3 separate regions of the Mus musculus genome follow, and all the other regions are linked to region 1. A link is a contact called in public Hi-C and HiChIP or PLAC-seq data. All regions are on one chromosome and are shown on one strand. Each heading gives the region's core, a stretch centred on a gene start, on an enhancer-like site or on the middle of the called end of the contact. The rest is flanking DNA. Distances are from core to core; before and after follow the strand shown.

Region 1 (4,050 bases), core at 405-2,904:
GCCAACTTAGTATTCAAACCACACCTATATTTCACCTTCAGGTGTAGTTTGAGGACCTCTGGGGGCTGTTTTCCCCCAAACTGCCACCCTATCTCCCTCTGAGGAGCCTCTGTCACTGCCTTAATGTCACTGCCCTGGCTGTCCTGTCTTGGGGGTAGATTCCTTTGGGATGCAAACACTGTGCGTCCCTAACCCACCTTTCAAGCTTTTGAACACTAAAACTTCATCTGATTCTCCCCCCCCCCCAAATGCAGTTACTCTAACACCAACGGCCCATCTCCCCGCTGTCTTCTTCCCTCTTCACTGACAGTTCTCCTGCTACCCTCAGCAGATTATTATTATTTATTATTTATCAGCCATGACACTGTACTGTGCTTCCTACAAGATATTAAAGGATACACAACCCCTGCACTGAGTTTACAGCCAAAACAGCAGAGCTGTGGGTCTGACAATCACAGGAGGCCCCTGAGAGAAAAAAGTTCTCCCTCCTCCCTGGCAAAGACATGAGTGGAGCCTAGTAAAGCCTTCCCAGGACAGCCAGCCCAGATCAGCCTTAAAAAACAGCTATGTCCCTCCCCTATTACCCACCCACCCCCGCCCCCAGTTTGAAATAGGCCTCAGTATTTGTGTGGATGGGGTGGGGGAGGTATGGGTGAAGAGAAATGAAGAAGGAACCCACCGACTATAAACTTCAGACTTTAACCTTCAGACTTGCCTGAAAGATGGAGGGGAACTGAGCCACAGGCTTTCCCTCTGAATCTCAAAACAGGTGAGGGGTTCTGTGGGTCTGGGAATAAGAAAACTGACCTGCAGAGTTAGCAACCCAAGGAAGACAGGCACAGAAAAGAAGTGTGCTGGAGAGATGAAAAAGCTCACACCCACACCGGTAGCCACAGGTCTCCAGCCAAAGTTTCCTCTTAGTGTTCCAGTTAGGGTCTGCGTAGACAGCATGAAGAGAGGAAGACTCGGTCAGTGTGGATCTTGGGAGGGTTGGCTGCAGCTGGAGTGTCAAAGCAGGCCTGTGTGATCTGAGCAACCCAGGGAGGTCTGTGAAAACAGGAAAGTTCGCATATGCTCAGAAGTCAGGGCAGATGCAAGAAGACAGGACTGGCATGGCTCGCGGTGGTCTTTCAGAGATATGGACGTTCCCTACTCCTTCTCCAGGCTGGAGTGTCATAGGGAGGGCGGAAGCTGAAAGACGATTGGACTTTTCTTTCTCAAACTTTTCCACCAGTTTCCTCAGGTGTTGAGAGCAGCAGGGAAGCTCCCTTCAGTCCGTTTCCTTGAAGCCCGGGCTCTCTCGGAACCCGGAGGCCATGGCCCAGCAGCCCGGCCATGCGTCGTGAGTCTACCGGCGCGGCCACGGAGCCGGGCGAGCCGGGTATCTTTGCAGGGGGCGGGGGTGGCGGACCAACCACGGACACACCCGCTGGCATTGAGCCTGGGGCCCGGCGCGCGGCTGCAGGGGATCCCTGGGGCCCCGGGAGCCAAGCGCTGAGCCGGGCCGGGGGCGCCCCGCCTCCCCCACCCTCCGCCCCCGCCTACTCGGGCGTCTGTGATTGGCTCCGCCCGTCCCTGGCTGCGCGCCGAAGCCCGCCTCCCTCGCAGCTAAAGCAGACGGTACCCGGAGAGGAGCGAGCCAGAAGGGAGCATGGTCCCCGCGCCGCGGCCGCGCCAATCCCCGCGCCGCCGCCGCCGTCGCCGCTGTCCCTGCCACCGCCGATCTAGCAGCAGCTCTAACCCCGGCTCCGGCTACCCAGCGCACGTCCGCAGCCCAGGTCATTGGCGAGCCTAAGCTCAGCCCCCTCCCGGAGCCCGAGCCCGGAGCCCGGCGCCCGGAGCCAGCCCCAGCCCCGCGGCCGCCGCGGCTGCGGGGAGAGGGCGGGGGCGATGCTGCCGGAGCCGCCGCCGCTGCCGCCGCCTCGATGAGAGCCGCGCCGCACCGCGCATAGCCGCGCAGGCTGACAGGCAGAAAGACTGACTTCCCTCTCCCGGGCATCCTCCCTGGGCTGCCGGGAGGCGGCGGCGGAGGAGGAGGAGGAGGGAAAAGGGGAGAAGGCGGAGAGCAGGAACGAGAGGAGGTGGACCTGGATCCGTTTCTCCGGGCCAGGACTCGAGCGGCCCCAGCTACCGCTACCCGCCGGCGCCGTCCCCTATCCATCAACCCTCCTGCACCCATCCGCGACCCTGGGCTCTCTGCGCGTCGGGCCGGGGCTGGAGCGGCGCGGCCGCAGGTAAGAGCCGGATCAGGTTGGGGCTCTTGGGATGCCTAACGGGGCAGAGGGGAGGGAGTAAGGGTTCCCAGGGTCCTGGTAGCTTCTGGGCCAGGCAGGACTTGGGAGTGTGGCCCAGAGCCTGGAACGCTGGGCTCGGCTCTGGCAGTGGCGGCGGCTGGAGCTGGAGCCTCCCGCGTCTGAGCTCGCAAGCCTGCAGAAGCCCTTGCGCCTGCGCTGCTCCGGGGATGGAAAAAAGGGGGAAAAAAACTTCCTGCCCCCGGGTGTGTTATGCAGGGAATGCCTAGGGGAACTATCGCAGTGGTCGAAGGTGCTAGAAGCAAATACGACACCAGAGTCGGGTAGCGCTGGGCCGGGCCAAGCCGTGTGCGCCCCTCTCCTGGCCACCTCCCCCTGCGCGGCCCAGGGCCCCAGCAGTGCCGGGGGACCCAGAAAGCACTGGAAAGCTGGTCCCCAGGGCGGCCGTGTGCCCTGCGGGTTGGGGAGATGCGCGCCTGTGTGCCAAGGGAAGCTAGATGACGGGTTCTGCCACTCGCGTTCTTAGACCCAGCATTTGGGGACCGGGTTTCTTCACTGGATCCCAAGTAACTTTCGAGGTGGAAGAGCTTGAATATCATCTGAATGGAACCCACACAGACCGTGTTGTGACCTCCCCTACATTCCCTTGACACCTTGTGGTTTCCAGCGGGGGTTGGAGGTGGGAGGACAGCTTCAGGGATGCGAAGGGCGGGGAGGTGGTGGCGAGTGGAGAGGGGTTGTTTATGTGTGGGATAGTAGACCGGAGACACGTAGGTGGGAGTGTGGCCGCGCGCCCAGACTGCCACGGGCCATGCGGGCTGACCGCGGGCTCACGTCCGGGTCTTCGTGGCCTGGAGGCAGGAGGGTTATCTGTGGTCGCGCGCTGGTGCCCTCGCTGGGCAGTGTCGGCCCCAGGCCCTAGGGGAGAGAGGCGTGCTCGCTCCAGCCCAGATCTCGGAACCCGCAGCCCAGTTTCGTTCCGAGGCTGCTCCCGGGGCAGGTTCGGTGTGCGTCGCCTGGGGAAGGTGGAGACGCACTGCCTGCCTGCGGCTGTTCTCCCAGGAGCCGGCGACTGCAAAGCGCGAGTCTTGGATGCCTGGGTCCGCCTGCTGAGAAGCCCGTTCTCTCTCATCGCTGGCCTCTGGAACCGAAAGGCAGCAGCGGTCAGTTGACCGATCTCCCGCGGGTCCCCAGGGATGATGGTGGGTGAGAAGCATCCGGTCCTGGTACATGCGCGGCTCTGCGAAGCACATCGTTTCTCCCTATGGTGTTTGCGAGGCGGCGCGCCTGGGGCAAATCGTGAACGCAGATGTTTATGTAGCATTAGGCGAGACCTCTTCGCTGGAGGGACTAGACGTGGAGGATGCCTGGCTGCGGCTGCCGAGAAACTTCCACTCCTCAGTTCTGGGACATTCATGCTCCACCACTGCAGGCTCCAGCCCCTCATCAGCTAAGCGACGCTAGGATTTGGACTCCTCTTGCAGTGACAGATCTGTCCTGGTTACAGCTGTATTTATCCTCATTTCATTCTCTTTAAAGCCATTTGTCTAGTCACTACAGAGTTTCTCCCCTGCCGTGGTCTTACTGCTAACTCAGCCCGGGGAGGGCAGATTTGAGAAATTCTTTCCGTTCAGGATGAGTGATAGCACATTTAATTAGCCTACCTCACTCCTGGCTTTTTAAATTTAAATTAAGGGTGTGGGGGGAGGTGGAGAGCTAACTTTCTAATTATTTTTCACTGGGGGGGGGTGGTATTTAACAATTGTATAGATTGCTCATACTGACACTTAGAGAAAGC
Region 2 (4,050 bases), core at 913-3,412, 1.7 Mb before region 1:
CATGATAGAGAAATACTTCTTCGTGAAAATTCTTTACCAAAGCTTTGACTTTTATACAAGTGGTTATAGAATTACCTTCAGACTTGGATAAATACATTGTCAGTGTGTGGTAGTTTGCATGAGATGATTTGTCCCCTAATCATCTAGCACTTGATCCTCATTAAATCGCTGTTTGGGGAGGCTTAGAAGGTATGGCTTTAATGGAGGGGATATGTCAGTAGGGGAGACCTCTGTGGTTTCCAAAGGCTACTTGCAATCTCCAAAGACATCCTCTCCTTCCTGTTTATAGGTTGAGATATGAAGTCTCAGCTGTTGGTCTAGTTGTCTGCTCTTCCTCCAATCATGGTCTCTAAGAATAAACCTTGTAGACATTCTGGAACCATAAACCCAAAATAAATCTTTCTTCCTATAAGTTGTCTTGGTCGTGATGTCTTAGCACAGCTATAGTAAAGTAACTGACACACTGTTATGAATAATAGTCCCATGATTATGTTTTTTTCTCATTCTTAAACATGACTGCATTCTGGAAACATCTGGAAAGTTTAAAGTAATTTCTTCAGCCAGGAAAGGATGTATAAAGATATAGAGGTGGGCAAAGGAGAACATGGTTCTAATCCCCAGCATTAGAGAGGTGAAAGCCGGAGGATCAAAAGTTGAAGGTAGGCAATCACTACATAGTATGTTTGAGGCCATCTTTTGCTCCCTGAGACCCTATTTCTTCAGGACTTAATAAGGCTATAGCATTCACAGATTCACAACCGCTCTGCTTACCCAATAGCATCAAGTTAGCCCAACTTTCTGCCTAGATGGGGAGGTGTTTCTCAGGCTTGGACACCTTAAGAGTTATTTAGCGTTGAGAGCTGCTCACAGAGGCTGGGCTACTCATTCCTTTGAACTAGTCTCTTAAAGAATACACTCTAAGATAGAATAATTCCTAGGTTATTCAAACATCTATGAGAATGTTTGAATATATCAAATTTTTAATTTTTTGTCCACACAAAATACTGTGCTTTGTAGCATACTAATTTTATGGTTGAGGAAATTGATGCTGATAGTGGTTGATTTTCTTAAACATATAATAATAGACAAGGGTAGAAGTCAAATCAAGTCTTATGATTAAGAGTTTAATATTATTTATGTTATCATCTGTAGTTACTTTTGATAAACTTCCCTGACACTCTCAGGTCATCCTATGGAGTGCTAATTACCCTATAGCTCTACAACCATTGCCAATCTCTTTGATTCTTTCAAGAAGATTAATGTTGGCACTATATTTTCCTATTTTAAAAGAATTTTAAGGATGGAGAGGTGACTCAGCTGTTAAGAGCACTTGCTGATATTTAAAAAGGACTACAATTTAGTTCATGGTAGTTCATGGAACAATCCACAATTTCTTGTAACTTCAACTCCAGGGGATCTGACCCCTTCTTTCAGCCTTTGTGGGCACTTACACATATGCACATATACAGAAGCATAAATAATATAAATTCAAAAATTAAGATACCTAGATTCAGGTTATCAAGGTGCACTTAGTAGAGCACCTCTCAATCTGAGGGCTGCATATCAGATATTCATATTACAATTCATAACAGTATCAAAATTACAGTTCTGTAGTAGCAACAAAAATAATTTTGTTTGGGGGGGCCCACAGAATGAGGTACTGAATAAAAGGTTTGCAGCGTTAAGAAGGTTGAGAACCACTGGCTCAGTATGTGCCACAAAGAACTGTATATGTGTGCCTTGCCTTCAGTCCCTCTTTCATTCTCCTAAGGAGCTCACAACATCTACCCATTTTTCACTTTTACTGCACCCCTTTCCAAGCCTTAGCTCAGATCTTGAGAAGGAAAAACTCCAGTGACAGTGACTCCTTGCCTTTATTTTTTGAGTGATTGAATGGCTGTTCAGGGTTCTGTGGGGATATGCATGAAAGCTTAATTATATTTCCTGCCTCGCCGAGTGAATGTTGCATAGAAAGATGGCTCTGCCTGTGGTGTAAAACATCAGAGGGCTCACATCACTTCCCCTGCATTTGCACAGGGCTGATAATCAGCTCTCCACACAAACAGGCAGTAAGATGAAGCCAGCTATCTGAATAGGTGTCCCTGTCCTGTTAGCATCTGTATCTGTCTTGACTTGATGCTCTCATAGCAAACTGAGAAGCAGGCTGAGCAAACTCAGCTTGCTTTCTGGTGGGGAAGGATTAAGGAAGCTGCCTGCAAGTACACAGTGCAGTCTTATCATTTTTCAAGAATTAGGAAAGATGCAGCTACTCCTAGGAGCAGTTTTGTAAGACAAGTATTAGTTGTGCTTTTAAATGCCCAGCCTTTAAGCACATTCCCATTTTTATTTTCAGACTGAAAACCCTTAATGTGCATGAAATGCTTCCTTAGTACAATGTTCATCCACTCCATGCACTGTGACAATCACTGGAGACAGAAATGAGCACACAAAAGTTGCTGTTATGTGAATATGCTGGAGTATTGCTTTTAGATAAAGCATAGATTTCAATGAGCAAATGTTCCTTGCTTGTGTTCTGAATATGAAGTAGAGAGTTTTCTTTCTTTCTTTTTTTTTTTTTTTTTTTTTTTAATTCTTCTGGTTCTCACCTCTGGTACTGATCAGGAGAGGCTAATGGATCAGTGGCTTTGAAAATAAATGAATTGTTTTATTAAAAATAAACTCCCTTTCATTTTAAAAACATTTACCAACCAGCAAACCTGTGCTGCATATATTAATCATGGCTGATACTATGCTAAATACAACAAAATGCCTTTCTTTTAAGAGTAGAAACACAGCTAATGAGATCCTCTAGAAGCCATTCAGAGGGCAGCGGGACCATCAGAAGCAGATCCACATTCAAATACTCATATGTGTATGCAATTTCCAGGTATCCCATAGGGGAAGAGTGGTACAGTGCACATGGAATCAAATTAAGAGGGGGCCAGAGAGCCCTCTGATCTGCCGCTACTTAAATTAGTGCAGCTCCTTCTATCACAGAAGCAACTGACATCATTTCTATTCAGTTGTATGCTCTCCAGCCTCCTTAATACAGCTTCAGGGATTAAATGTTTCCCAGTAGACAATGCAGGTGTCACTTCTGAGAAACGTGCACACTTTGTTAACACTAAAGGTGGCAGGCAATTCTGAAACTATAATTGGAGCTTTTCTTCTCCATTCCAGTTGCATGATTTCTCTTTCTCTTCAGTGACTTCCCTAACTTTATAAACGAATACAAAGGCTCAGCCTCATGCTGTAGCAAGGATATTTGCTTAATCCCTTTAGCCTTCTGTAAAGCAGGAGTAATACACTCTATCAACTTATCACTGTGTGTGTGTGTGTGTGTGTGTGTGTGTGTGTGCATAATACAAATAATACACACAGGAAGCCCAACCAAATGTATACTAAGATTTATTAAAGAAATAAATAATCCAACAGAACACAGAGTTGGTTATTCCTACTGCCTGTGTGCACATGAACATGGCCTCTCACCTTTAATTGAGATTCTAGGTTTATGGTGATTTATAGTTAAGAAAGCATGCTATATGCAATTCTAGAATTTGCGTTAACCAAATTCAAATTCTATGTGGTGTTAACTCATTTGTTTCTCATTAAGTTCTTTATTAACAGCCAAATCCCTTGATTATTACACTTCTGTGAACTTTCTTGTTAATCTTACTTACAAGTCACATAATGCCTGAATACATTTCTGTGAAATGTTGTGGAGATAAAAGAGCTGACAGTGACAGTAATTAACTTATAAATAAATAGTAAAAATGAGAGGCCATCCTGAATATTCTTAGTACAAGAGAAGCACAACTAAGTTCCTGGGATAGTGAGTGGCCAATTGGACATCTTTTGAGCTGAGGGCAGCCCCTTCCCCAATTTTAGAAGTTGTGACTTTTTGGCTAGTTAGCATGTGCAGTCTCTTCTTTGAGTTCTCAGTTTTAGCTAAAACACATATTTTATACTTTGATTTTTCCATATTTGGCCACTTAGCCATATGTTCTCCTGTCCCATTCCTCTGCAGTTTCCTTGCATATAGAAATTCTT
Region 3 (4,050 bases), core at 1,084-3,583, 1.0 Mb before region 1:
ACAAGATATAGCCATAGCACATGATCTAAAAATTCAAATTAGGATGCAAAGGAGGATCCTCTGGAAGATGAAGCCTGGCGGTTGTCTCACTGTCTACACTTATTCAGCCCTTGTATGAGCATGAAGATGAAAAACCATGGAGTGGAACATAGGATTTCCCTTTTAGAATTCCCAGAACAAGACACAATGAATCTTCAATGTCCCCTGGAGTATAGAAAACTCCCCAAAAGAATAGCAGAAGAAGAGCCAAGGTCTCTGGAAATCTCTGCCTTCCCTGGTACAACCAAGAGTATTTTGGAATTAGAAAACTGGAATAGATAATCCTTTGGGGACAAGTTATTTTAATATAAAATCTATTTTGAACATTTTAATAAAATTCTACATCATGTTGTATGCTTATTTTTCTTATTTCTATTTTTGCCCTTCCTATTCTTAAGGCTTACCAAAAAAAAAAAAAAAAAAAAAAAAAACCTTCTTATTTTTAGAGACCAAGTAGAAAGGTCTATTCTTCTATGAGTCATCCAGAAAACCTTGAAAAAAATCATGATGTTTATAAAGGTCAGGTTTTATTGTGTCATAGACAGAGAGCATGCTGAGTAAGGGGTAAGAGCAGAGATACCTAGCCCACCTCACCCTTCCAAAGTGATAAAATGAAAATGATTACCAAGCATCCTGAAAGAGAGGAAGTGGGAACTGGTGAGATGTCAGTTTTATCTAAGTGACAGAGACAACAGAATATAAACGCATATACACAGCAAGACCAAAGGGAGAGGTGGACAGAGTCTTGTCATGACCAGTGTTATCTAGTGGCATAAAAAGTTTTGATTGTGTTTCTAGAACAAGTAGGCACTGATTAGATTGTCTTGCATTGATTAATTCAGTTAGCAGGTAGGTCTTTAACAAAGAACAAAACCAAAGAGCCAACACAATACATTTTTGAGAAAAAAATGCCCTGTACTGTTGTATGAAAGAGAAGACTTTCTCGTGGCTGATGATTATAGAGCTATTATTTATGTAGGTGTGAACGAGAAAATTCCAAGTTTCCTCTATGGAGAATGGTGGACTGGACTGTGTAATGGTATAGCCATAGGCTTATGCTTGTGGGGGCAGAGTAGACTGAAATAAAGGAAAGAACCTCCCGCCACACACACCAAATCAATGCAGCAGAATCCATCCCAAAGGGCTGGGCTACAGATGGTCGAATACCAGAGCATATGTTCTGCAAGTACTTCCAAAAATCACCTATATCTTGGCACTTAAATACTTTGTAACAGAGAAAAATGTGCTGCTAATTTATATATTCAATATGTGTTCGTGTGTGTACATGCCCAACATTCACACATAGCCGAGGCTTTGCGAGCTGCGTCATCAACACTTAGCTTCTGGGTTTCCCTCTTCTGCTGCTGCTTCCTCTGTTTCTGATGTCTTCATACCCCCTTGTTTTTCTCATCTCCAACCCTTGGGGAAGTGTTCTTACAGCACGCTCTTATCCTTCTGAAATGCTCTAAGCTTCTTGGGAGTCTAATTGCTAATCCTTGTCATAGGTTTGAAGAAAGGTATTTCCCCTTGTTACAGAACTTAATGCATGGGTAAGCATGGAAGAAAAGGCTGTCTATTGACCTCACAGTACAGAGTTCATTGTATGGTTTCTATGTACATATATTCGTGTAAGTATGCTAGTGTGCACATAACTCATGAAAACCAGGATTTTTCAGTGAGGATCCCAAAGGTCTCCTTGCACACCACACCTTTGTCAGTTCCTTTATTCCTAGTGGCACCAGTAAGTGAGACAATGGCTGCCATTTCTCCATAACAAAGCAAAAAAAAAAAAATGACAAAGACTGCACCCCTGGTGGGAACTGCCAAAATCTTTGTGTTAAACAGCCCATTTTGGTTACAACATCTAATACTGGTATAACTCTATGGGCTTACACATTCATTCAGTCTTTATCTATTGTCAGAAGTCTATTCCCACCCCTCTCATCCACATGAGATAGAACAGCTCATATTTCCCAGTTTGATTTTCTTTTACGAAGTACTCCCAATAGTCACTGCTTCCTTTATGCTTGCATGTGTTGTGATTGGGGATAGTAGGCTGGAAGTTCAATGCTTGCTTCATTTTGTATTGACTGTGGCTGATTCTTGACAGGACATCTGTAAAGCACAGCGATTCTCAGGTCCTCCTCACACAAGCACTCAGCTCACAGTACAGAGAACCACACGTTCCTATTTCTCTGAAAAGAGCTGAAACTCTGCCCATCCCCACACAGATGCATTTGTGCACATAAATACGCTCCATGGATACAAATACAGTCCTCACATAGATTTATGCATGTGTTTTATAAACAGCTAAACCTTGCTAATTCACAAGCCTCTTTGGCTGGCGGATTACTGGTGTGTACAGATCAGAAGTAAAACAAATGCTTACAAAATCATGGCTACCCCATTGCCAAACACAGTCTGTTCTTTTGCTCAAAGTTATAGTTTTGCCTTAATTTATGATAATCCTACCCACGCTCAAGTTAATGTACTGCTGTTTCATAAATGGAGTGCTATGATTTCATTTTGATGGGAGGTGGGGTACTTTCATGGTTTCTACAAGGCTTTAACAATAAAAAGTATAGTTCTTCCATACATCAATGTAAAAATTGTTGAGGTTCCTCAGTTTTCATATTCATGGTGTATGTAAACAGTTACCTATACTTGCAATGGAATCAAGTTGAGCAAGAAGTTTCATTTGCCTTAATATGTGATACCTTGTCTCAATTTGAAAGAACTCAGGCAGGAGAAGGAAGGGAAGAGCACTAACCGGCTTCACTGTCTTCACTGAATAAAGAATACATTTCTTATACTCACCATATTTTACTCTACTTTATTCTGTCTTTCATCTCATGTTGGACTTTCATCTCAAGACCCCTCTGGGTTAGTTGAACTCTTGTTGCTGTGATAAAATACTTCTTAAAAGCAATTTAATAGAGAAAGAGCTATTTTGGTTCGCAGGCACCAAGGTTTGCATTCCACCATAGGAGAGAATTATGATGGCAGATAGGGGAGGGTATGATGGTAACATCAGCGGGCTGGGTGCTGGTTTTTGACATTACATCCACACTCAAGAAGCAGAGCTGAAAAGGGAACTGGGGCAGTGCTACAAAACTGTGCACACACACACACACACACACACACACACACACACACACACACACCAGCAATGTTCTACCTCCTAAATTTTGAACAGCCTTCTGTTTACTAGGAACTGTTTACTAGGAACCAGCCCAAATATGAGAGCATCTAGGGAGAAGTACACATTCCAACCACTGTACACTCATTCAATCACTTTGTTGTTCTACCCTCTCCTGAGGCTGCTCTCTGGCGACTCCTCTCCTGAGACTCCTCTCCTGAGGCTCCTCTTCTGAGACTCTTCACCAGAACACCCGATCAAACTCTGCCAACGTTTCTCTCTATAATATGACATGCACAAATCTATTAAGTTAAAATCTTGGCAGAACTTTTTATCAGCTACTGTTTACTTCAATTCCCAATCATCCTTACAGAGACCTCAGTCCAAGACCATGTTATAGATGATTCACTTTGGTTGAGTCTCTGATTCTTCTCCATTGAGTACAAATCTGTATCAACTTTTCTTAGTCTAAATTTATTCCTTGTCAGAGAATAAGTCAGAATGTCTCTTTTCCATGAACAAAGTTTCTAATAGTTACTTAGTAGAGGCAGAAAAGTAACTGGAAAAAAAACTTTATTATATCTGAATCCCACCTAAATTATAAAATATTTAAATACTATATGGAGATATGATTTATATGTAGAATAGTACACAGATAATAAGTGTTCAATTTACTCTCCTTTTCAGAATTTAAATACATCCATGTTTTATCCATCTATCTTGAGAGACTGAATAATACTAACACAATAAAAGCTCCTTCATGACCCCCCACATGTTTATGACTACTTCAAAAGGTAGTATAAAGTTCACTTCTTCACATTAGAACAAAGTTACTTTGCCTATCCTGGACTCTGATATTAATAAAATCACAT

The links. Hi-C and Micro-C count contacts between places; a contact is called where the count stands out from the background. HiChIP or PLAC-seq counts read pairs in DNA pulled down with a chosen protein or histone mark.
Region 2: an H3K27ac HiChIP or PLAC-seq map of SST interneurons shows a contact between it and region 1, with 10 times the contacts expected there. The contact joins the enhancer-like site here to the promoter of Klhl29 in region 1. A contact is called at or near these places in 1 of 39 promoter capture datasets (hippocampal neurons) and 5 of 115 datasets of contacts at active chromatin or transcription factors (SST interneurons, embryonic forebrain, embryonic midbrain and 2 more).
Region 3: a Hi-C map of cortical neurons shows a contact between it and region 1, with 3 times the contacts expected there. The contact joins the enhancer-like site here to the promoter of Klhl29 in region 1. A contact is called at or near these places in 1 of 39 promoter capture datasets (hippocampal neurons), 1 of 484 Hi-C or Micro-C datasets (cortical neurons) and 2 of 115 datasets of contacts at active chromatin or transcription factors (embryonic forebrain and forebrain).

What each region holds. Positions count from the first base shown.
Region 1 is chr12:5,373,286-5,377,335 of GRCm38.p6, reverse strand. Klhl29 (kelch-like 29) reads left to right here and starts at 1,654. Exons shown (of 14, transcript NM_001164493.1): 1 at 1,654-2,234. 2810032G03Rik (RIKEN cDNA 2810032G03 gene) reads right to left here and starts at 1,616. Exons shown (of 2, transcript NR_015579.2): 1 at 808-1,616.
Region 2 is chr12:7,028,808-7,032,857 of GRCm38.p6, reverse strand. No RefSeq gene overlaps it. Among named protein-coding and RNA genes, the nearest start is that of Gm32773, 270 kb to the left of the region's middle. Within about 2 kb of position 2,162, at least 3 of the 459 cell types and tissues checked have an H3K27ac peak or open chromatin away from gene starts, as enhancers often do. A contact at or near this core is called in SST interneurons, where this site is marked.
Region 3 is chr12:6,379,319-6,383,368 of GRCm38.p6, reverse strand. No RefSeq gene overlaps it. Among named protein-coding and RNA genes, the nearest start is that of Gm51970, 79 kb to the left of the region's middle. Within about 2 kb of position 2,333, at least 3 of the 459 cell types and tissues checked have an H3K27ac peak or open chromatin away from gene starts, as enhancers often do. A contact at or near this core is called in cortical neurons, where this site is marked.